5 separate regions of the Mus musculus genome follow, and all the other regions are linked to region 2. The links are chromatin contacts, called in public ChIA-PET, HiChIP or PLAC-seq and promoter capture Hi-C maps. All regions are on one chromosome and are shown on one strand. Each heading gives the region's core, a stretch centred on a gene start, on an enhancer-like site or on the middle of the called end of the contact. The rest is flanking DNA. Distances are from core to core; before and after follow the strand shown.

What was found. Promoter capture Hi-C pulls out the DNA fragments that hold promoters and counts their contacts. ChIA-PET counts read pairs in DNA pulled down with a chosen protein or histone mark. HiChIP or PLAC-seq counts read pairs in DNA pulled down with a chosen protein or histone mark.
Region 1: a contact with region 2 is called in a FOXA1 HiChIP or PLAC-seq map of pancreatic cancer cells. The contact joins the enhancer-like site here to the promoter of Snn in region 2. A contact is called at or near these places in 2 of 39 promoter capture datasets (liver and pre-B cells) and 3 of 115 datasets of contacts at active chromatin or transcription factors (the SCID.adh cell line, memory CD8 T cells and pancreatic cancer cells).
Region 3: a contact with region 2 is called in a promoter capture Hi-C map of cranial neural crest. The contact joins the enhancer-like site here to the promoter of Snn in region 2. A contact is called at or near these places in 5 of 39 promoter capture datasets (cranial neural crest, hippocampal neurons, liver and 2 more), 1 of 15 datasets of contacts at CTCF or cohesin (the NIH/3T3 cell line), 3 of 115 datasets of contacts at active chromatin or transcription factors (the SCID.adh cell line, memory CD8 T cells and pancreatic cancer cells) and 1 of 9 other capture datasets (adipose tissue).
Region 4: an H3K4me3 HiChIP or PLAC-seq map of the SCID.adh cell line shows a contact between it and region 2, with 12 read pairs. The contact joins the enhancer-like site here to the promoter of Snn in region 2. A contact is called at or near these places in 6 of 39 promoter capture datasets (the 3T3-L1 cell line, cranial neural crest, liver and 2 more), 2 of 484 Hi-C or Micro-C datasets (CD4 T cells and bone marrow-derived macrophages), 10 of 115 datasets of contacts at active chromatin or transcription factors (the SCID.adh cell line, T-cell acute lymphoblastic leukemia, bone marrow-derived macrophages and 6 more) and 2 of 9 other capture datasets (liver and macrophages).
Region 5: a contact with region 2 is called in an RNA polymerase II ChIA-PET map of memory CD8 T cells, with 23 read pairs. The contact joins the enhancer-like site here to the promoter of Snn in region 2. A contact is called at or near these places in 17 of 39 promoter capture datasets (the 3T3-L1 cell line, 3T3-L1-derived adipocytes, the SN4741 cell line and 11 more), 3 of 115 datasets of contacts at active chromatin or transcription factors (embryonic stem cells, memory CD8 T cells and pancreatic cancer cells) and 3 of 9 other capture datasets (adipose tissue, liver and pancreatic islet).

The regions. Positions count from the first base shown.
Region 1 is chr16:10,674,324-10,678,925 of GRCm38.p6, forward strand. The region is part of intron 18 of Clec16a (C-type lectin domain family 16, member A); the gene reads left to right. Gm15558 (a long non-coding RNA gene) reads right to left here. Exons shown (of 5, transcript XR_384655.3): 3 at 4,268-4,334. Among named protein-coding and RNA genes, the nearest start is that of Gm15558, 7.0 kb to the right of the region's middle. Within about 2 kb of position 2,583, at least 60 of the 459 cell types and tissues checked have an H3K27ac peak or open chromatin away from gene starts, as enhancers often do. A contact at or near this core is called in the SCID.adh cell line, liver and pancreatic cancer cells, where this site is marked.
Region 2 is chr16:11,064,292-11,068,895 of GRCm38.p6, forward strand. Snn (stannin) reads left to right here and starts at 2,007. Exons shown (of 2, transcript NM_009223.3): 1 at 2,007-2,156. It overlaps Gm9861 (a long non-coding RNA gene), which reads right to left and starts at 1,977. Exons shown (of 2, transcript XR_003951968.1): 1 at 1,707-1,977.
Region 3 is chr16:10,633,463-10,638,214 of GRCm38.p6, forward strand. It overlaps Clec16a (C-type lectin domain family 16, member A), which reads left to right. Exons shown (of 23, transcript NM_001204229.1): 16 at 1,784-1,834. Among named protein-coding and RNA genes, the nearest start is that of Gm52264, 23 kb to the right of the region's middle. Within about 2 kb of position 1,694, at least 18 of the 459 cell types and tissues checked have an H3K27ac peak or open chromatin away from gene starts, as enhancers often do.
Region 4 is chr16:10,584,076-10,588,357 of GRCm38.p6, forward strand. The region is part of intron 9 of Clec16a (C-type lectin domain family 16, member A); the gene reads left to right. Among named protein-coding and RNA genes, the nearest start is that of Clec16a, 41 kb to the left of the region's middle. Within about 2 kb of position 1,301, at least 64 of the 459 cell types and tissues checked have an H3K27ac peak or open chromatin away from gene starts, as enhancers often do. A contact at or near this core is called in the SCID.adh cell line, T-cell acute lymphoblastic leukemia, double positive thymocytes and 2 more, where this site is marked.
Region 5 is chr16:10,804,374-10,808,868 of GRCm38.p6, forward strand. No RefSeq gene overlaps it. Among named protein-coding and RNA genes, the nearest start is that of Prm1, 9.8 kb to the left of the region's middle. Within about 2 kb of position 1,953, at least 42 of the 459 cell types and tissues checked have an H3K27ac peak or open chromatin away from gene starts, as enhancers often do. A contact at or near this core is called in memory CD8 T cells and trophoblast stem cells, where this site is marked.

The sequences.
Region 1 (4,602 bases), core at 1,333-3,832, 390 kb before region 2:
CCAAAGCAGGCACCCCTTCTTGACAGGGTGTTTATGAGAACACACTGTGCACGTGTGTCATGAACAAAATCTCCCTTTGTTAGTATTTTAAATGGTAATTGTTGTACATGCCACAGCAGGGTTTTGGAGGGCACAAGACAACTTTGTAGAGTCGGCTCAATCCTCTCACCTTCACGTGTGTTTGGGGATCACACTGAGGTCATCAGGCGTTTGTGGCCAATGCCTTTTTCCACTGAGCCATCTCACTGACTCCCAATGTTTTATTTACTTTTTATACATGTGTGTATGCATGTATGCTGTAGTGTGTGAGTGGACACATGCGGACCATGGTGCACATGAGGTTAGTACACCATGGAGGAAGATCCTCGCCTCCCACCTTGTTTAATTCAGTCTTTTATTGTTCACCACTGGGCTGGTGCTGGGAGCTTCCAAGGATTCTCCTTGTATGAGTAGCAGGGTTACAGACATATGCTATAGCATCTGATTTTTATACTTGCACACTGAGCCATCTTTTTTTTTTCCATTTTGCATTTTGCTTTTTGGTGTTTTAAAACAGGGTCTCTCTGTGTAGCCCTGACTGTCCTGGAACTCGATCTGTAGACTAGGCTAGCCTTGAACTCACAGAGGCCTGCCTGCCTCTATCTCCCAAGTACAGAAATTACAGGCATGCGCCACCTCTAGGCTTCACTTGCTTCTAAAGTGCATTTGTCTACTATATGTGAGAGAGAGAAGTAGAAGGGTTAGGGGACAGCTAATGAAAACCAGATCTCAGCTTCACCTTGTTGACACAGTCTCTCTTGTTTCCTGCCACTGCAATGGGCTCCAGCGCACCCTGCTGCCTCTGCCTCCCAACTCCCTTTAGGTGTGCTGGGGTTACAGAAGCATGCTGCCATGTCTTGCCTTCTGCATAGGTTCCTGAGGTTGGACTCAGCTTATCAGGGTCTCACAGCAAACACTTTGAGCCATTTTCTTATCCCCTATTTATCTAGTTATATATGAGACATGGTCTTGCTAGGTAGCCCAGGATGGCCTCCAGCTTTCAGTTCTCCTGCCTCAGTCTCCTAAATATTGGGATTACATGTCAGTGTCCCCAATTCAGCTAAGAGACAAGTTTGTCAAATAGCTAAAGTGAAATAAATGAATTAATAAAGTTTCCTTTCTTGTTTAATTCAAGTATATTTATCTTTATTTTATGTGTATAGGTGTTTCCCCTGAATATATGTCTACACATCATGTGTGTGCATTGGCTGTGGAAGTCAGAAGAGGGTACTGCCTCCCTTGGAAATGGAGTTACAGATAATTATTAGCCACCATGTGGGTGCTGGGAAATGAACCTGGGTCCTCTGCAAGAGGAGTCTTAACTGCTGAGCTGCCTCTCCAGCCTAGCAAGTTCATTTTTAAGAGAAGGAAAAATAGTTGAGTGTGTCAGTATTGATTATGTCGGAGGCAGGGTTTAATGATTGACAGGTCATGTGACTGGGTATAGTATTGTACTGAGGAATGCTGATTAGGTTGGGTTTATATTAACCATACCAGTCTATATCACATACTTTAAAAGTGCTGCTCTGGTGCCAGAAATTTATTGGTAGTCATTGTGAATACCAGAAATTGAAAATACAAAGCAGGAAATTTGGTTTGTGAAGTCTGTAGCTTTTGTTTAAGTCCAAAGGTGTGGCCTATCTCCACCAGAGGTCTCCCATATTTTACTGTTAATGTTTGAAGTATACTGGATTCCCACAAGCTAATTAAAAATCAGCCTGCTATGCCGGTAAGCATTCAGTCTGAGAACTAATTTCTGCCAAACAGCCATAAATGTGTCCCCTGGTATGAAATTTAGACGTTCTTTCCCATCAGAAGATAGGCATGTGGTTTAGTCTAAACCTCTTAATTTGAGAAACAATGAAACCAACTAAAGCCCACCTAGAAAGGTCATACCTTGATGGAAGCCACAGAGCCTAAGAGGCAGCACACTGGGCTGCTGGCCCAGACCCCTCAATGTCCCTACCAGACCGTCATGCTCTTGCTGGGTAAGCTCACTGTCACCTACCTCTGTGCCAGGCACTGTTCTAGCTCTTTCCATACTTCCCTGAGACCTCATTGCAACCCAACAGGCAGATCCTATGACTGTCTCTCCATTCCATAAACCCTTTTCCTATGTACATTTAGAAGAGGAAATGGGAAACAGTTTCTTCAAGAATCTTCCACACAGGACAAAAGGAAGATGTATCCCCATGTGTCCCTTTAGGAATCTGAGGCTCAGACAGGTTACCCAGAGCTGGGAAGCACCTTCCTCACCTAGAAAATGGAGAGTGGATAGAGCCTGACCACATCCTCAGGAAGGCTCAGAACTGAGATCTCAGGGTGCTTCTGAGGGGCTCTGGTCCAAGCCCCTGTGAAAGGCTGTTGGGCCACCAAGCGTGACAGCACAGCTCAGGCATTCAGATCTTTTCTTGGAAATCTGGAGTCTTCTCTTCACTACAGAGTTAGGTAACTTTATTTACTCATGCTAGGGCTGTTTTCAAAGAGGAAATTATGCAATGTGCTATGCAAATATGCCATTCTGAGAGCAGAGCAGAGATAAGTGTGGTCAGCAGGAGAGGATGAGTCTGTGTCCCTGGTGACAGGCTGCATGCTTCCTGATAAGGGGACACACCGTGCTCTACTTGGACCTCGTTTCTGGTAATTGCATTTTCAGCAAGCTGTCTCCCTGTGAAATTGGTGCTGTACTCATGGGAAAAACAAGGAATGACAATTGATTCCGAGAGCACCCTGCTCTGTAGACCTGGGCAGTTGGTAGGATAGGGGATGCTGCCCTGCTTGCATTCCTGGAAATGTGGGAATGAGAAGGGTAAAGTTCTCATTTTATCCTCTTGAAAAAAGTCTCTGGCAACTTTCCTTGGGGGAAATAAACACAGATGGGTTTTTCAGGAACTTTGAGAAACTTGTTTGCATATTTGAGTAGACAAGGCATGCTAAGTAAAAAAATAAAAAAATAAATTAAAAAAAACAAAAAACAAAAAGGAAGACCCACCTCTGGAGGAAGGTACAGCTGAGCCAGTCCAAACCTGGACACCGGGACAAGCTGCCTGACATCATTGTTCCTGGGGTATTACAGTTACCCATCCCAGGGTAGCTGCCCAGGGAGCAAACAACAGATACCTATTTGTACCTGCAGATTTCGTACTAACTCATTGTTCATGGTGGTCCTGAAACACTTGTCATACCAAGTTCCTAAAGGACTAAGAGGTAGTATCCCTACTACTCCTGCTAGGGCATCAAATGGGTATTTGTGATATGGGCATTTTATAAGCATCAGTCAAAGTGACATAAAAGCCCTTACTGGTAGAGCACTTGCCTAGCATACATGCAGCCTAAAGTCCATTGCCAGCATTGGGAAAAAATGATAGAAGTGATGGAGGGCCATGGAGATGGTTTATCAATTCAAGTGCTTGCCATGAAAGCATTAGGACCAGTGTTAGGGTCCCCACCTCCATATAAAAGCTGTTATCCCTGCTGCTGTCCAGCAAGCTGGCTCATTAGACAAGCTGAAGCTTAGTTTTAGCAAGAGACCTTGCCATAATACAAAAGGTGAAGAGTAGTGGAGAAAGATGCTTGACATCAGCTTCATGTGCACGCAGATATGTCTTCATACATACAATCATACACCTGCCACACACAAGGAAAAATATTTTCTAAGTGATAGGCTGCAGCCGGGCATGGTGGCGCACGCCCTTAGTCCCAGCACTCAGGAGGCAGAGGCAGGTAGGTGGATTTCTGAGTTCAAGGCCAGCCTGGTCTACAAAGTGAGGTCCAGGACAGCCAGGGGGATACAGAGAAACCCTGCCTCAAAAAACAAAACAACAAAACAAAAAAAAAAAAAAAAAGAAAAGAAAAGAAAAAGAAGTGAGAGGGCTAGGGCGATGGCTCCATGGTTAAAAGTGAGTTCTGCTCTTCCAGAGAACCTGAGTTCCATTCCTAGCACCCACTCCTGGCAGCTCACAGCTGCCTGTGACTCCAGCTCCAGGGGACTCCAACACTTCCGGCCTCCAGAGGCAGCAGCACTGGTGTATACACACATTCAACTAAATAAATCTGATCATATGGCACAGGCACTGTGTGTTGAACACCTTGGGTCAAACATGCTGCTGTGGCTTGTTTGCAGATTATCTAGGAAGTCAACTTTAATCCAGTGGGCCATTTGGAAATCGTTCAAGCATGCATCCAAGTTGAAAGAGTCTACAGTGAACAACACCCGTGTACCACCTACCTGCCACCACTGACTCCATTCTTTTTAATCACCTTTCTACTTCTCTACCTTCAGTCCCCGAGACCTACTGGAAATACAATTCATATGTTAGGCAAGCACTCTGTCACTAAGCTAAATCCTAAACCAGAAATAATTTTATAAAACTTATTTCAAAGCAAGTTTGAGACCATCATACACTTCTCCTTAAATACTCTAGCTCTAAGTAACTGGACTACCCCAGTTTCATCAACACAGCTGGAAGATGATGGAGCCTAACACAAACCTTCAGGCTGTAGGCCAGGAGCATACAAGGTTTGTGCTTATTCAGGGATGTGTCCAGTAGCAGAGCTCTCATA
Region 2 (4,604 bases), core at 757-3,256:
TCTATGCAGTCCTGGGGATGAAACCCGGTCCTCTTGCATGCTAGACAAGTGTTCTATTAGCCTGCCACTTTTGAAATTAGTCCTGTCTATTATTGTTAGCACCAGCGAGGTAACAGAGCTATCTGGGTTTCTGCCAGTCACTGCCTTTCTCACCATCTCCAACAGTGGGATGCAGGAGACCCACCATGAAGCCGAGGAGCTGAGGCTCAGAGAGGTGAAGTCACCGGCCAAAATCCAAATGTGGTGATCTGAGTCTTCTCTAAACTTACCCATGTTAGTAAGGTAACCAGTGAGCAGGTAGGCGTCCTTCCCCTGTGCCCATTACTTGATGGGTTCCCAGTTCCATGAGGTTTGTTTGCTGATGACCCCATTTTTCAGATGAGGAAAAGTGAGACACAGAGGTTAGGTTAGCCCTCCAGTAGGCAAGGCTAGATTTGAAGTCATTTCTGTGGTATGCTGCTCACCTCTCCCCACGTCCTCCCCTCAGTCATATATATACCTGCTCGTGTTTATCTCCCTGCCAGCCCCAGCTCTGGAGTTCTGGACCTACCTATTCCAGGCCTAGACCACTAATGAGAGGCAGGAGCTCTGAGGACGCACAGCGATGGGCAGGTCTGTGAACAGGAGCTGTTCAGAGCCATCAGGCTCTAGGCTCTACGGCAGCTGGCCCAGAGCCCTGCTTCCTTCTGCCTCTCTACACCAAAGCCAGCTTACTTCCTCAGCCCAGTCCTTCAGCAGCAGAGACAGCCTTGCCATCTTACTATTCATTCATTATATCTTATAAAGAGCCTACTGTGTACTGACTGTTCTGTAGGCTCACCAGTGAACGATTCAGTCTTAGTCCTGAAACGGAGACTGAAAGCTAATGAGATGCCCTTAGAAAACACGATTTCCCAATGGACATGAAAGTCCATTGACTGGGAAAGAGAGCAAGGGTGTGAAGCTGAGATCTGAAAGATGGTGTGGAAGAACGTTTAAGATAAAAGAAATGACATGGGCCAAAGGATGAGAGGTATGGAGGGGAATCACTCTGCTGAGGTGAAGTGAGGGAGTTCCCACACTTCAGCTTGTGTGCAGGACCTTAAGAAAGTTAGCAGTCCCTAGCTTCCCAGCTCCCAGGGGGATATCCCAGTCTTATCTGCCCCAACCAAGTTATTTCTTCCTGGCTTCCCAAGTACCTTGGGCCTCAGAGGTCTTCAAACTCTTTGTGGAGTTCCTGGTGGCCATCACGGAGTGTCCCATCCTCTCTCAGACTCTTTTTGGGGGGCAGTCAGTACACCAATTAGCACCTTTGTGTTCCTAGCCAGTTGTGTCTAGCTTCAAATCCTGCCTCCAGGACAGCACATCAGAGTATTTTAAGTCTTCTGGAGTGTTGAGTTCCTCATGTCAAATGGGTCGGTATGTTTTTATTTGGCGTTCTTTTGATGTTGTTGAGTGGACTGAACAGAGTACGGCACTTGGTGAAGGCTTAACTAAGAGGTTATTGAGTCCGCATCCCTGAGGACAGGACCTGGTTTGTCTGGCTAGTGGCTCAAGGGCGCAGCAAGATACATGATCAGTGCAGAAGGGTGGATAGATGAAAGGATAATGATGGAATTGAAGGGGAAAAAAGGAAGGAAGAAAAGAAGAGAAAAGAAAAGATGAGAAAAGGAAAGAAAATCATTCGTCTCTGCCTGTAATCTCCGGGCGGTGTATCACACTCTTACCGCTGTGCGCCTCAGTTTCCCCTCTGTCGTTGGGTTGACCCTCGAAGAAAGAGGACGCCAGGCGCAGGCCCAGTACTGCCGGCACCCAATAAGCGCTCAAGGAAGCCTGGCCTCCCGCCTTCTCTGCCCCAGCTCCGGGAGCCGCCAGCTGAGAAACACTACCCACCCCCTTGCTTACACTCCCTCTGCCCATTGTGCGCCTCCGGGCCCAGAGCGCACGTGACTCCACCCAGCCCGCTCCGCTCCGCCCCGCCGTCCCAGCGCGATCTCCAGTTGGTCGCACCAGAGCGCCCCGCCCCCAATCAGGGCGGAGCCCAAGCACCTCGCCCCCTGCTGATCGGGCTCTGGCGTCTGGCGAGGGCTCCGCGGCCGACCCGGCTGGCGCGCAGGCGGAGCCGGGGCGGCGGGGCTGCTGCTGGCTAATTGCACAGGACTGCGGGCCGCGACATGGTCAGCAGGGATGGGCAGAGCAGGCGGGTAGGGGGAAGGGACGCGCCGGATGGATCGGGGTGCGGCGCTGGCGGGTCGGCGCGGCAGATGCCGCGCGCGGGCGGGGGCTCTTTGTCCTCCGCCGCGGGATTGGGACAAAGGAGGTAGCGGGGGGCGGAGGCTGCTTGGCTGGGCATCTGCCCCTCTCCGTGACCCACGGTTCTATGTCCTGCGCGGATCCTCCGGGCTGCCCGGAACACTCACTCCGCATTGACGGGGTTCCTGGCAGCGCCCCAGCGTGGTCAAGATGGGATCGAGGGGAACGGGGGCCCAGGGAAAATCTGGCGCTCGTTTCATTGGTGGGGAGACTGAGGCTGAGCCGCAGCGTTTGGTCCCAGGTCGGGTCGGCAGTGATTGCGCGGCGTGGGCTTGAATGGGTCTCTGGGACCCCCCCCCCAGGGAAAAAAACTGGGGTCAGGCGGACTTGATTTGTCTTCAGCTGTCGTTTCCTCCTCAGCTGTCGCCCCCTGAACAGGCCCCTACTTCCCTAGCGCCTCGCCTTGCTCCTTCGATAGAGTGGGAGAGACGCGGCGTCGCCTGGCACCGCGCCTGCACACCGCCCGCGCTCAGCACGCGGGAGCTGCTGGGACGCTTGTCATTAGTGTCCAGTCCTCTCGACCCAGGTCACCTAGACTATCTCCTAAGGAGGGGTCAAACACAGACTCATTGTGCTCAGCTTTCAGGAGAAAGAAGACAGGTCAGACATATGACGTTTTAGAATCAGGTTTGAAATCGGTTATTTAGGATCGGGGCTTCCTGGGTATCTGCACCTCCACTTTTTAAACTGTGTGACCTTGGGGACCGAGTTAACTTCTCTAAGCTACAGATTATTTGTCAAGTAGGAAGAGCAGTCATTCGGTTCTAGGATTGTTTTGATGCAGAAGTTTTGGAGAGATCCACATGAGATGTTGGAGCTCAAAAGTGTGGCATCAAGGAACTTTTCAGCATCGACTATTATATCACCGCCAGAGTTGTATGGCCAGATGGGACCCTGACGAGTGGGGGCAGAATTCAGGCTTGGACTATGAGATTGCAGCTCACCTCGGGCAGTTCCCAAACTTCTTAGTCTTAGTTTCCTTTCCTGGCATAAGAACTGGGAGTAGGGTGGCATCTGGAGCAGATTTCTCTTCTGGAGGAGGAAGGGGAGGGGAGAGGACAATGGGCACAGCCATGATAGATGTTCCCTTTTCTTTCCTGTTGCTGTTGGTCCTCCATCTAAGCTCTTGGATGGCAGAAGCCCTCGGTGATGGTGCCTTTGGGGTTTGACCAAGCAGAACCCTGAGCAGGAAATACTTCTGGTCTGGGGTCCCCTGAAGAGGACACTTGGAAGGTGGCCTTGCTGGAGGATGGAGCAGTGCAGGAAGCCCCTGGATGTTAGTTGGCCCTGAAAGCAGGGCAGTATTTCTCACTGCCTTGGAGGCCCTGGGAGGTGGAAGCTTTGGATGGAGTGGCAGAGTGGTGCCCAGCTGAGTACAATAGCACTGGTGATGTGCCCAGTTAAGTGATGAGTAGGCAGAGGATGTCCCCAGAGAAGAGGCTATTTGTGACATGGGTCCAGGCCAGGCTTTGTGCCCTGAGGTACAAGAAGTTACAGAGAAAAAGGCAAGACATTAAGAACAGCCTGCTGTGGATAAGAGTGGTGAGAACCTGGCCTGCCTTGTTGCCTTCTGGGTGGGGTGAAAGGTTAGCTTTGGGATCCCATGAAGAGGTAGGGATAACAGACGCCTTTCCAAGGAAGACCTAAAGGAGAGTGTGAATTTTAGGAGACCTCTGCCCAGAGGTCACCACACTGTATGTCATTTTGAGACCAGTGTGTTCTAGGACCAGTTACCCATTGGTCTGGGCCTTGAGAAACCAGGCCCAGCAATTCTCAGCATTGCAGACTGAACTGGCTGTGGTGTGCCCAGACCCACATTGACCAGTGCTCACCTAAAAGTTGTCACTGCAGCTGCTCCCGAACAGGGTACGTGGGATGGTCTGTGGTCTGACCCTGTGCCTCAGTTTCCTCATAAGCAGAATGGGATGATCAAGGCAAGTAGAGAGGAGTAAGGTGGATGTAATGGCATAGCTTTGAGGTGGTCCTGGAACTTCCCTCAGCTGGGTTAAATTATGCCTGACCCATGGGCCTTGGTGAATGAAATGGGGTGGTCAGTGGTTATGCAGAGGGTTGTACAAGCCAGATGCAGGGCATCCCAGCATCCTCTGGGTTCTGCTTCCCTGTTACCACCTACCTTACCCCAAGCATAAAGAATTACCTTGGTTTTCAACCTATGGGTTACAACCCCTTTGGGAGTAGAACAAAACTTTCATATGTGGTTACTTAAGACCACCCGGAACACAGATATTTACATTGTGATTCATAACAGTAGCAAAACTACAGTTACAAAGTAGCAAGGAAAATAATGCTAT
Region 3 (4,752 bases), core at 444-2,943, 430 kb before region 2:
TTGTGTGAGCATCATGGTAGATGGCCTCTGGAAGTGGAAGAGGTAACACAGCAGGGCTTTTCCAAAGAATGTCCATGGTCAGGGTGGGAGGGGAGAGAGGAGTTATTTGGAGGGGGGTTAGTTTAGTAGGAATAGGCATTGCCCTAGAGTCTTGAGAGTGATGGAGAGTGGACGGAAATGTGTGTAAAGAATGCCAAGTAGGCCGGGCAGTGGTGGCGCACACCTTTAATCCCAGCACTTGGAAGGCAGAGGCAGGCAGATTTCTGGTCTACAAAGTGAGTTCCAGGACAGCCAGGGCTACACAGAGAAACCCTGTCTCGAGGGAAAAAAAAAAAAAAGAGAGAGAGAGAATGCCACTTTTCCTAGATAAGTTGGTGAGTAGATGAAGGCAGACGTGGGGTCTGCTGAGACCACTCTCTCACCCTACTACTTCACATGGTGGATGAGTGGCTCAGAAGTCCAGCCGTGCTGGAGTCATCCTAGTGATCTCTGCAGGTCCTCCTGGTCCTGGTTCCCCTGAACAAGGCTCACACGGTTCCTGCTGGGCTGGGAGGTGGCGGCACAGCCCCTCTGTCCCACTGCCCTTGCTTACACTGCTGGTGCTTTGCACTAGGCCTGCCACCATTGTTGGTTTTAATTGAGCTAAGCCCAATCCTGTAATCTAAAACTCTACCTTGCCAGGACCAGATAACCTGATCCAGCTGCAGTTGTAGACATGCCCAGACAAAGGGGCAGCACTGTGGGCCACCACTCCGTGGGGAGGAAATCCCATGTACCCTTCAGAGAACTGCACTTGAACTTTAAGCAAAAGCATGCCCCTTCTAGTCCGCCCAGAAGAAAAAAGAAACCCTGGGGCTGCCCAGTGCTCTTTGGACCTCTCTCTTCCCCATAGAACTTCTAGAAATCTGTCTGCCTCTTGAATGCGCTGATGTTGTAAACACAGAAAAGCACAGAGTAGCCATTTCCCAGAAGCTGCCCCTCGGCCGGTCTGGAACAGAAGGAAAACTGCGTTTGCATTTTACTCCCAGCCCAGGGAGACAGGGTGCTTCTTACTCAGTTCATGATGTAGGACAGAGGCAGCACTGACTTCTCCCAAGCCCTAAGAGGCAGGCTCTGAGACTGTGCATTTTCTGTGCATTATTTTGCCTTCACACTGAGTGGCCTGATAGACATGGGCTCCAGCCTATTCTTTTCAGGCACACAACACCTTTTGCCATCCCATTCTTACAGTGAATCAGGTGGTGCTGGATTTTGCCCAAGGTGGAGTCCTATGCAGTCATTGTCCTTATCAACCAAATGCAAGACTTTCCTCAAAAACAAGTGGGGCTATCCATATAAACTTAGTGCTAGTACTAGCGGTTGTGCCTCCCCACCCAGGCACGAGCCTCACATGTTTAACATGGTGACTTAATAGCATTTCCCACTTTCCCAACCTCTCTGGAGAAGTAAGTGATGTTAAGCACCTGAAATATTAACCTTGTCTATGTTTTAATTCTATATTATGTATTACCTTCTTTTGTTGTTGTTGTGCTCTAATTATCTGATATGACTGACGAAACGCCAGCTTTCAACAGGAGGAGGCTGCTGAGCAGCACAATTTGATATTTAGCCTTTCATCTGTACATGTGTGCTCACATTCCCATATGTGTTTTAGTTTCTGGAATTTACAAGAACTTGTAATGAAAAGCAGGCGGCCTCCAAAGCCAAGCACAAGCACAGTCTTTGTAATGCTGTGTTTATGGAGTAGAAGAAGCTTCTCCCTACTCCCTTCCTATCTTTGCAGGGAGAAGAGATTTTCTTGGACATGTTTGAAGATGAGTACAGGAGCATGACAGTAAGTACAAAGCCAGAACATACAGAGGCTGGCACATAAGAGCATACAGAGGCTGGCACATACCTTCATGCCCACAAAATTTGCAGAGGGCTCTGTCTCATTTGGGGCTTTCTGGTCAAGTGGCAAAGATTGCTAGTGAGGTAAATGTGATTGCCACCATCACATCAACATCAGGGTATATTCATCCCAAGCCCCTGAAGTGTCTGCCTTTATTGCTTCCTCACCGTGTGCCCTTGGACGGGTTACTACATTCTGAGCCTGGCTGTTTGTCAGCTGTGCAGTGGGGCCCATACCTCTTGAGTTGCCCCAAGCAGATATAAAATACTCAGCAGCAGGCCTCATGCTGTGCCAATGTGAAAAAGTACATATGTCCACTTCTCCCCTCTCTTGCTCCCTGGGGTTTTTTGTTTGTTTTTGTTTGTTTGTTTGTTTTTTAAGACAGGGTTTCTCTGTGTAGCCCTGGCTGTCCTGGAACTCACTCTGTACACCAGGCTGGCCTCAAACTCAGAAATCCACCTGCCTCTGCCTCCCAAGTGCTGGGATTAAAGGCATGTGCCACCACTGCCCAGCAGACATTTTGATTTTTAATCCAAGACAGAATTTATTTTTTAAACAAAGCACTGTGGCTGGGCATAGCCGTGTGCACCTCATCCTAGCTATTTAGGACACTGAGGCAGGAAGATTTAAACCCAGGAAGTCAAAACTAGCCTGGGCAATATGGGGAGTATCTGTCCTGGGGGGAGGGGTGTTATTTGTTTTAATTCAGAAGTACTTATGAATTGTCATTTCATAAAAGGATACAGGAAAATAGAGTGTGGTCACAGTTTTACTCTAGTGATTATGGTTTATCCTGAACAATGTTTAGCATTCTCCAGAAATACGAAAGGGATGGACCCTGGGCCCTGCGACTGACATGAGTCTTCAGCTGGTCCTTAGGAGATGAGCTCTTGCCAGCCGAGGTGGGACAGGCCTCACTTAGTGTTGTTCCACTGCTGCATTAGATGGTGGCATTGTGTCTGTGAGGTGGTCAGAGTCACCTGCATATCATTAAACACAGGGATCCTTTATTGAGAACTGACTGCTTGCGAAGGTGAAGGCATATTGTATATATTGAGTGTGACACGCAACACAGTCTCATCTTAAAGAAAGTAAGATAGTTTATTTTAGAGCCAAATCTAAGTGACCATGTCTGGTACTCAGATTACCCTACACATGTTTTGTTAAGGAACTTGTTTCATGAAGTCACAGAACAAAATAGAATCATAAATCTAGACACTTCAAATCCATCAATAGGAACATGAGGTGACAGGTTATAACAAAAGTGAAGGAGGTCTCTATTGTAGGTCTCAGATGCTGTCTATGACAGTCAGATTACCACATTCCAAAAAGCTTCACCCAACAGTCACAGGATTCGTGCTCAGACAGAGGGGGGCAAGGAACTGCTATCAAGGAAGCTACAGATAGAGGACAGAGTTTGGCTCCAAGCCTGCAATATGCCAGCTCTCTATAACCAAGACTCCCTCACCAATCTGCTTTGTAGAATCGTCAACATTAGAATTGCTCTTTTTCTCTCTTGCTCTCTTCTTGCTCTCTTGCTCTCCCCTTCCCCATTCCCTTCCCTGCCCCTCCCCACGTGCTCATAGCCATGGCTGTCCTCTACTTCTCTTCTCTCTCCCTCTCTCTGCCTCTACTACCCTCTTAACTCCCCTCCCATTCCCTGAATAAACTCTATTCTATACTGAAGAAGAAGAAGGAGAAGAAGAAAGAAGGAAGGGGAGGGGAGGGGAGGGAGAAAGGAAGGAAGGAAGAAGAAGAAAAGCTTTTTTTTTTTCTTTTTTTCTCCCTTGGGAACTGTTGCTATTGTCTTCTTTATCCAGCTGAGGGAAAACAGGAGTCAGAGAGGCTGAGTAGTGTCCCTAAGTCTGTCCAGCCTGCTCGTGTCAGCTGGGCCTCCATGGAGAGTGATCCTCTGTGCTGCTTCTCTAGAGCAATAAGCTCAGGTGCAGTCCCTGCCGTCCCTGCCTCTCCCTGGAGCAGAGGACAGACTAGAGATGACAGCTCTCTATTTTGTTTGTCTCTCAGTCCCCAAGTAGCACTCAATAAATAGATGACAAGTGATCTTTTTCATGGACATAACTCACCAAAGCATGAAGTGATGGGGACATTTATAATGAACATAAGTGTTTAAAGTGTCAGAAAGAGAAGAGCAGACAGCATGGCTAAGTGGCTCCCTGGCTTCCATACCCATCTCCAGGGCTCTGGCAGCCGAGCCCTTACCTCATCTTTGTCACTGCCCCCCTGAAGCATCCATGGATCACTTTCAAGGTCATACCTCCTTTTCACGTGTGGGTTGTGGTGACTGTGCCTCCACCTTACTGACCCACACAGCCCCAGCCATGCCTAGGAGGGCATGGTACTTCCCTCTTCACACCATCAGTCACAGTGGAGCACTGCACAGGTTTTCAACGTCTCCTCTATCTAGTGCGGAGTCCCCTCCCAGAGTGCTCCTCCATGGTGCCCCTTTCAGCTTGGAAATGTTAACTCTACAGGTTGTTTATGATTTGAAAAAGTTGGGGCTCCCAAGCCCCTGAAGTGTTTGCCTTTATTGCTTCCTAACTGTGTGCCCTTGGGCGGGTTACTTTTAATCTGAGTCTGGCTGTTTGTCATCTCTGCAGTGGAGACCTCTGAGTTGAAATACCCAGCAGCTGGCCTCACACAGGACCCATAAGCCAAAAGTGTGTCCTCTCCCTCATCCCACCCCACAGGAAGTGTGTCCCCTCCCCTCATCCCACCCCACAGGAAGTGTGTTCCCTCATCCCACCCTACAGGAAGCTTCCTGGGGTTTGCTTCTTTTACTCCAGTGTTTATGCGTTCTGCTGGACAATGCTTGCCATTCTCCAGAAACACTAAGGCAACAC
Region 4 (4,282 bases), core at 51-2,550, 480 kb before region 2:
ATACAGGAGCATGTGGGTCCTCCCACCCTCGAGGATCATCGGCCCATACAATCCACAGGGCAAAGGGAGCAGAGATGATGGGGTTGGGGATCTGGAAGCCCTGTGAGTCCGTACAGTGAGTGACTACGCTGGAACCACCCTCGGGGCAGATCAACATTACTTAGGGTGATTGAAGGCTTATAAAGTGTTAGGGGGGCTGAGGGTAGGGACATGCAGGATGGGCGGAGGTGATTGGCTGGGGGGCTTAGGGTACCCTAAGCATGGGGAAGCATTTCAGGGATCTCAGGTGTTGGCTGAACAGGTTTTGTCAAAACCTGTAACCAAACTAAGGCTACCTAACATTCCTCAGAGAGAGGGTTTTGGATTTTCCAGACAAGGTTAGAAAAGGAGAAGATCCACTAATGAAGTGAGTCTCCCATATTCTGCTGATCCCAGAGGCTCTCTAGTCATGGTGGACTTCATCATTAATTAGCAGAGTTTTCCCACAAGAGCATGGGCACCTTACCAGTAGCTACACAACTAAAGAAAATGTTTCTCTGTTTCCCAGAAACTATTACTGCCAATAAGTCCTCACAGAAGACAGAGCAGAGCCTGCACCTCTCCTCCCAACTACCATTAACTGACAGACAATATGTCATCAGGAGGGGTGCGGCCTCGTGAGCTCCCTGACTTCATGACACAACATTGGTAGGTCAGGTCTTATGCACGTCATCACAGCAATTATGAGCTCAGAGTGCAGCAGCCCCATCATGCTTGGGACACAGTTTTCCACAGCACTCCACTCCATCCTCTAGCTCTTACATTTCCCACCTTCTCCATGATGTTCCTTGAAGTTTGAAGGAGGAGGATGTGAGTGTCCCATTCTGACTAAGCATTCAGCAATCATTCACGTCTACCCATTTTCTTTATTACTTCATCTGCTAGCTTGCAGACTTCTAAAGGACATTTTTTAGTGAGGTAATTGTAGATTTGCATGCAGCTGTAAGAAATAACACAGAGATTGTCCCTGGTTTTATCCCATGTGGATGCCTACAGAACTACAGTACCTGACCACAAGTAGGACACAACAAACAGGCTGTGGTTTGCAGCTTAAGCAAAAGCACAGAGCAGATGGCAACTGGCCACCTCTCAGATGGCTCTCAGGAGGTCTGTCCTTTTTCCCCATGGTCTCCTCTTGGGGCAGAGGTCCAGCCTCCACTGTGGGAGACACACCCACTGGTTGCATGAGTGGCTGAACAGAAGGAGCTGGCACTTGAGAGGCTGGTTTCTCTGTAGGTGTTAGATCAAAGCCCCACCTTCTGATGCCTGTAGATGGAAATCCTAGACTAGCTGCCAAGGTAACTGGCAGTTGTGAATTGTTTAACAGTAGTCCTGTGCAAGTTGCCTGCCTTCCCTCTGAGTGACAACAGTCTCCTACTATTTCCTGCCTGGCTCGGATGTGGTTGATCAAACTTGTTTTAACTTCTTGGTCTTTTTTACCCTACTTTCTCCTTCCTGTAATTTGTAGATAAGTTACTGGTATTGCTTCATTTTTACCAGCAGACCTCTTGCAAACCCAAACCAAAATTGGAGAGAAGCAGAGGAGAGACAGAATTATACTGAAGGGCTATAATTTAGGGTTAAATTTAACACAGATCAGAATAGGCAGATAAATGTCTAATTGAAATTCCTGTGTGCATTACCATCATATGGTAGGCAGGCAGGCATGACGCTGGAGCAGGAGCTGAGAGCTTACATCTTATCTACAAGTTGGAGGCCTGGTGTGGGCTTTGAAGCACAGTGCACACCTCCAGCAAGACCACACCAGCTAATTTCTTCCTAAATCATTCAACTGGGAACTAAACATTCAAAACTATAAGACAGTGGGGGCATTCTCATTCGGACTACCACACATACCCAAGAGTGGCAACTCATATGGTAGCCTCTTCTATTGTTTGCAAAGTGATTATGGGTTGGAACTGGGGATGTGCTTCGGTACCTGTAGGTGTTTTTTTAGGTTACCGAAAGACGGAGTAACACCAGAAATGGAGTCCAGGCTGATGTTTAACTTACTGTATCGCATGGGGTAGTTGGTCTTAGGTTTATCATCTTTCTGCTTTACCCTCATGAGTTCAAGGGTACTCAGTGCTGGAATAAATGAGGCAGCAAGGCCAGGGACAGCAGTCATGAGGTGCTTGTGACTTTGTTGTGAAGACTCTCAGCATGCTGTTTCTTGTGCTGTTCACATGTTACACTCTGCATCTGGTACCTGCAGCAGTGAGTGCCTCAAGGTGTCCCAGGTTGAGTTAGTCTGCGTCTCCAGGCCTCAGTCTTATTGCTTCTACAGCTAGAATAACAAACATGGCTTTGAAGGGAGGGCTTCTGCTATGTGTAGTGTTTGTTCTTAGGTCTAGCACCAGTTGGTGCAGGAATGTTAGGTGAGGCTGTACAACCTCATCCCCTATATGGGGCCTATATAAGTGTGCGTGGGTGGGCACGCTGTTGTTGGAACTGAACTATATTCAGCAGGCGCTTGGGGAAGCACTTCAGATGCAGGCAAGGGCATAAAGAGGGCAGGAAGCATCAGCAATAACAAGTGACAGAGACTGCTAAGACTAGAGTAGACATTGCCATTGGTGACAGTGAGCTAAACCCTCAGCTTGCACTCTGCTTTCCAACTTAACCACCAGGTTTCACCTCTAGGTGGTGCAAATATTTTATCACTCATATGTGTGCCAGGACTGGCTGGCTGGGAGTTCAGAATATCAGCTAAGAGACAGAATAGCTTTTTCCCTCCGAATTAGTCATTGACTATATCTGTAGGTGTCAGGTGAGCCAGTTGGGAAGGTACCCAAATGGTTCTCTGGGGAGTGCATGTGCATCTGTATGTTACTTACACTTCTCTTTATGGCTCCTGCCATTCCTCTGCTTAGCAGAAAACCCTACCAGGATAAGATGTATACAGTCATCATCTGAGACCACAGGAGCCTGGCTTCTTTGGGTCATGTGTTTGCTGGCTCAGAGTGTCAGAGACCATCTCGGGGACCCTTGGCTCTGTCACAGGGCTGCTCTGGGATTTGGGTGTCCTGCTGAATGCCTTGGTAGGAGTTTATCTTCCAGCTGGGATGGGAGCTCCAAGGCACACGTGTTTTAGTGAGAGGGCTGTGAATACCAAAAGGAGCAAACAGACCTGTAGAGTCAAGGGCCATCACTAACTCAGTCACATGCATTCTCACAAGAGAATGGGTCTCAGAATAGTCTTTTCTATGCAGCCACTGTGGAATCTCAGCTCCTGGACATCCTGTAAGAAGAGGATCTGAGTGCTGAAGGAAATGCTGGAGTGTTCTCATGCCCCATACGTCAAGAAAGACAGCATTGCATTAGCTTTAGGGACTCACCCTGGGCATAAGTTGGGCTTGGTAGCTAAAAGGAATCCTGTTGTATTGAGACTCTAGACAGGAAGTCTCTACCAAGGCTGAAGGTATCTTGGACTAAAGACCAGGACCCTGTTCCTGGTCCAACAGGGATAGACCCCCCCCCAAGACACTCATCACTTCTGGTATGTGTATGCTGTGCCTTTTCTGGATTTTGTTACCAGAGTGGCCTCTCTGGGTGCTTGCAGTTCTTAACAAGATGTTTGAGTTACTCTAGTGTGGTTCAATGTATTTATCATTTTTTTCAGAAAGTAACTGTAGGTGTCTCCTCTGTGTCAGGCGTCATTCTAGGCACTGGAGATAGACCAGTAAATCTAAGACCCTGCCTCATAGGAAGAGAGAGAAATAGTGCTAACTATAGTAACCGTCACAGCAAAGACACCAGAGGCTTGGCTCTAGGAAAGCAGCAGCAAAGTGGAGACAGGACAAGTCACAACAGCGTGTTCACAGTGGTAGGAAGGTGATGTGCGAACCTAGACTTCAAGGATAAAAGGGAGGGAACCATGGAGTTACCTGGAGGAAGAACATTGTGGTCAAAATGAGTAGCTCGTGTAAAGGCCCCAAGATATGACATGTCTGGAGCTGAAGCATGGCATGGTGAGGTGTGGGAAGTAGAGAGGAGACTGTCGGGGGCACATGGAGCCTTCTGGACCACTGGAGGACTCCAATGCTGATACAGAGGAACATGAGGTTGGTGTGTTCCCAGTGGCTGGCATGGTTCCTGAAATGAAGTGGCTTTGCTATTTTGTGGGTTCTTTTTCCCATTCTTTATCTCCCCAGTTTCACCTCCTATCAGTAGATAGAAGAGAAAGAAGGATAGAGGGGAGGGAGAGAGATAGAGATCCTCAAATCTTCTTTCTATCTTGTTT
Region 5 (4,495 bases), core at 703-3,202, 260 kb before region 2:
CGTCTGCCTCTGCCTCCCAAGTGCTGGGATTAAAGGCGTGCGCCACCCCGCCCGGCTTACACCAGACTTTTAAATTTGCCTTTTAGCACCTAAAGCCAGTACATATTAAGAAAGAGTATGCGATGTTCCCGCACATGTTCACACTATAATGCATAAGTCACAGTAAGACTATCTACTTCCCTCACACACACACAGGACGGATGTGTGTGTGTGTGTGTGTGTGTGTGTGTGTGTCTGTGTGTGTGTGTTTGCATTCATAAGTCCCTGCAAAGTCAGATACGGACATTGAGTATTGTTCCTTGGGCACCATCTCCCTTGCTATGGGGGGAATCTCTTGCTATCCTAGAACTCTCAGTGTAGGCTAGGCTGACTAGCCAGTGGGTCCCAGGGCTCTTCCTGCTTCTGCCTCCATTGCAAGTACATGTCACCACCCCTGTGTGCCTAGGTCACACATGGGGCCTCATGCTCGCAAGGTAAGTGCTGTACTGACTGAGCCATCTCCCCAGCCCTTATTTCTTTATGGTAGAAACATTTGCTCTTTCTGGGGGTGTTTGAGGACACACAGTTTGAGAGCAAGAAAAGATCAAGCCAGAAGTGTGGGTGGCACATATACTTTCAGTCCCAGAACTCAGAAGGCAGAGACAGGAAGGTCTTTGTGAGTTCAAGTTCAAGGCCAGCTGGGGCTACAAGTGAGACCCTGTCCCCAAAAACAAAACAAAAACAAAAAACAACAAAAAAAAAAATCAGGCATAGTTGCTATTGCCTATAATCCCAACACTGAAGACTGAGGCAGGGCTGGGCGGTGGTGGTGCATGCCTTTAATCCCAGCACTCGGGAGGTAGAGGCAGGCGAATTTCTGAGTTTGAGGCCAGCCTGGTCTACAGAGTGAGTTCCAGGACAGCCAGGGCTACACAGAGAAACCCTGTCTTGAAAAAAAAAAACAAAAACAAAACAAACAAACAAACAAAAAAAAGACTGAGGCAGGAGAATTGTCACAAATTCAAGGGCAGCCTAGGCTATACAATGAGATCCTAACAAAGCAAAGGGCCAGGGGAATGGCTCAGTGAATAAGGTGCTTGCTTTGTAAGTATGAGGACCAGAACCTGGACCTTCAGAACCCAGGTAAACTAGGCAGGTGTGGGCACTCAGGAGGCAGTGATGGGGATATCTGGGGCAATCTGGCAAGTTAGACTAGATGGGATTGCCAAACTGAATTAAAGGAGAGACCATGCATCAAAAAAGTGGAGTGTTACTGAACAACCTCAGCCCTTCACATGTTCACACATATCATGTATCCACACACATGCATGTAGACGCATACATGCTCAGACAGATGGTCGTGCACCTGGAGAGATGGCTCGTACCACCAAGCTCGATGACTGAGTGTAATCTCCAGGACCCACGAATGGAAGAAGACTGACTCTCACAAGTTGTTCTCTGATCTTCTCACTCTCACTGCCGTTCACGGATGCTCATGCACATAAGCACACAAAAAATATTAGTGCGATAAAGTTAAGACAAAGGAAGTTCAGTGCAATTGGGAACACGAAGTTTGATCGTTTCAGGCTAGCCTTGGCAACATAATGAGACTGTTCCAAAAACAAAACAAAAACAAGCAAACCAGGAAAAGGTAACATTTTAAGAAGGCAGAGTCTTTGGCTAAATAGTGTGCTGGGGAGATTTAGAATGGCCATGAAGGAACCTTCTGGAACTCATTACCAGGGATCTTTCTGTGACTGGTGAAATAGTCAAATAGCTCATAGGTATTCTTGTGTGTGTTTCTCAAGGACAAGCCAGCCAGGTCCCTTCTGTGGCCCTGCACACCTACAGGTCCCATAAGTCACCCATCTGACAGGAAAGAGAAACTTAAGTGGCCAACTGTGGCTCATTTGCACTTGCTCTGTGGTTGGTTGCCACAGCTGGCTGCTCTAAGTGAAGAAGGCAGCAGTTCACGGTAAGCTATCAGCACGTGTGCACAGTGTTCTGCACCCTAGGACAGCTGCAGCGCCTGGGGGAAGCCAGGACAGTGGCAGAGCTGGGGGAACCACCAGGCAGTATCCACAACCCCTCCCCGCCCCCTGCCCAAAGCAACAACCTACAGTGGGGACTCGGTCTGAGCCAGGGCCTCAGTTTCTCCATCTGCAAAGGGGCAGTAAAGCCCTTGTCTTGAAGTCTAGCAGTAGAGTGCCCATGTCGTGGTACTGGTATACAGAATTTCAGAACAAGAATACAGAAATACAAATGAAACGATTGTTTCTGAATTAAAGTAGAAGAAAGCAAGCCAAGCCCTGCCCGACAGTCTCATCTGAAAAGAGAAGAAAGCTGGGGTGAATGTACTCTGCGTCTCCTATTTATTGCTATTCAGGTTGGGTTACAGGAAGGGAAACAAACACAAAACAGCCTTTGTCCTGCAGGTCACAATGTGTGTGGGTACTAGCTTGCAGTTAAAACAGTGTTTCGATGAGAGCTGAAATCTCTCTGGGACCCATTTAGAGCTGGCACTTTCCAAGCACTTGTGAGGAGACCTTTCTGGAGCACGTGTGAGCACAGGTCTCCAGGCCCAGACACGGGCATTCACTGTGAAGAGAAGCAGTGCAGGCTTGTCTTCCTCACCTCTACCTTTCAGAAAAAATGTTTAGGGTTGGTGTCACCATCTCCAGTCCAAAGAGGGGACTCCAAACCTAGTCCTTTCTGGTTCAAAAAGGTGTCTGACTGACAGCCTCAGCTCCAAGCCCTGGAGATGCTGATGTTAGCTGAACCAGTTGAGGCTGGCAGAGATACCTGCATTGGACTTTGAGAAGATGGGCTACAGTTACCAGGACCTAGAGATGTGAATGAGCCTCGTGATGAACACAAGTCTCTCCAAGGCAAGGACCGACTAAGTCCTCAGCTGCAGACCCCAAGCTGGGCCAGAGCTCACAGAGAAAGGAAAGGAAGCTATCAGGTAGAAGCAGACAGCCAAGCTTGTCTGAGCCTCCATCTCCACATCCACCAGGATCAGCAGCAGGAACTTTGCTAGCTTCATGTAAGGACCAAAAGCAACAAAGTGGGCCAGCATATATGAACAGGAGGTAGAGGACTGTGACTGTACAGGGTGCTTCCTTCCTGTCCAGGCTCTGTAGTGTCTGCTGGGTACAGGTCTTGGCCTCTCTCTGATTCATCTAATTCACACTATGGGGCTGTGGCAATAAAACTTAGTCCTAGTATGAGGACCCACGTTTAATCCCAGAACCTACATAAAAAGCCAGGAGTAGTGGTACCAGTATGGGGAAAGTAGAGAGAAGGGGGATGGGGTTTGCTGGCCTAATCTGTGAGCTCCAGGTTCAGAGAACCCTGTTTCAAAAACTAAGGTGAGGCGTGACTAGGGAAGACCTCAAATGTCTGGCCTACACACCCGTGTGTACACATACCATACAGACTAATTCACATTCCATAGATAGTTACTCCGTGCTGGGGGTGTGTCGGGAGCTCCCTGCCTCAGTCTCCTCATCAGTAGAGAGGCCATGGTATTGTTGCTTGCCTTACACAGGTGCATGGGAGAACGTAATACCTTTCCAGTTAGCAGATGGTGGCTTGCTGGTCACGGAGGCAAAGAGCAAGTACCTGTCAGGTGCGTTTCAAAACATTTTTCTCAGATGGGCCAAGCCTACTCAGTTCTCAGCTTCTCTGCCTCTGTGGCGGCATGTCCAGGATGCGCATGACTACTCTGCACCTTTTCCTCCATAACTGAAAATAACTTGTCCCCAGCAGGGTCGCAGTCTTGGGCACTGTGCCTACCAAGCCCACTGGAAGGTCAGACATTACTGGGTTTTGCTAGGTCATAAGCCTCCTCTTAGAAGGAAAGTTCTAGAAACTAATGATCGCCAGCAAACAGAGGCCCTCTAAAGACAAACCTTCCATTCTCAGTCACTTTGGTCACAATGTCTCTGAAGCGTGCGTCTTCCACTCTCTTCCAAGGTAAGGAGTGCAGGCCCCATAGGTTCCACAGGTGCACACGACTGTCTGGGAGTCCTCTGCAAGCAGAACAACATGGCCACCGTAAGTTAATCTCCCTCCCATCTAAAGTTTCCAAACCATGGATCACCATACCTGCAGCCCAGAGAAGCCGAATGATTTGTTCAAGATCACGTAGCAATTGATTCAAAATCACAGGGTGCTTAATAGTCCCCCCAAATTAATGTAACATATCAGCGAGGTCCCCAAAAGGCACAAAGCCATAGCTGTATCACGAACTCAAGTCCTGGGACAATGGCAACAAATGACACCAAACTGGGTGGTTCCAGTGGCAGAAGTGTCATCTATGGTTAAAGATTAAGGTGTCTGCCAGCTCTCAAAGTTTTGGCCAGCTTTTGCTCAAGAGGCAGAGACAGACAGATCTCTAAGAGTTTGAGAGTAACCTGGTCTTTGTAGTGATTTTCAGGACAGCCAGAGCTACAAAGTGAGACCCTGTCTTGGAAAAAAAAAAATCTGAGCACATCCTGTCTCCCTCCAATTA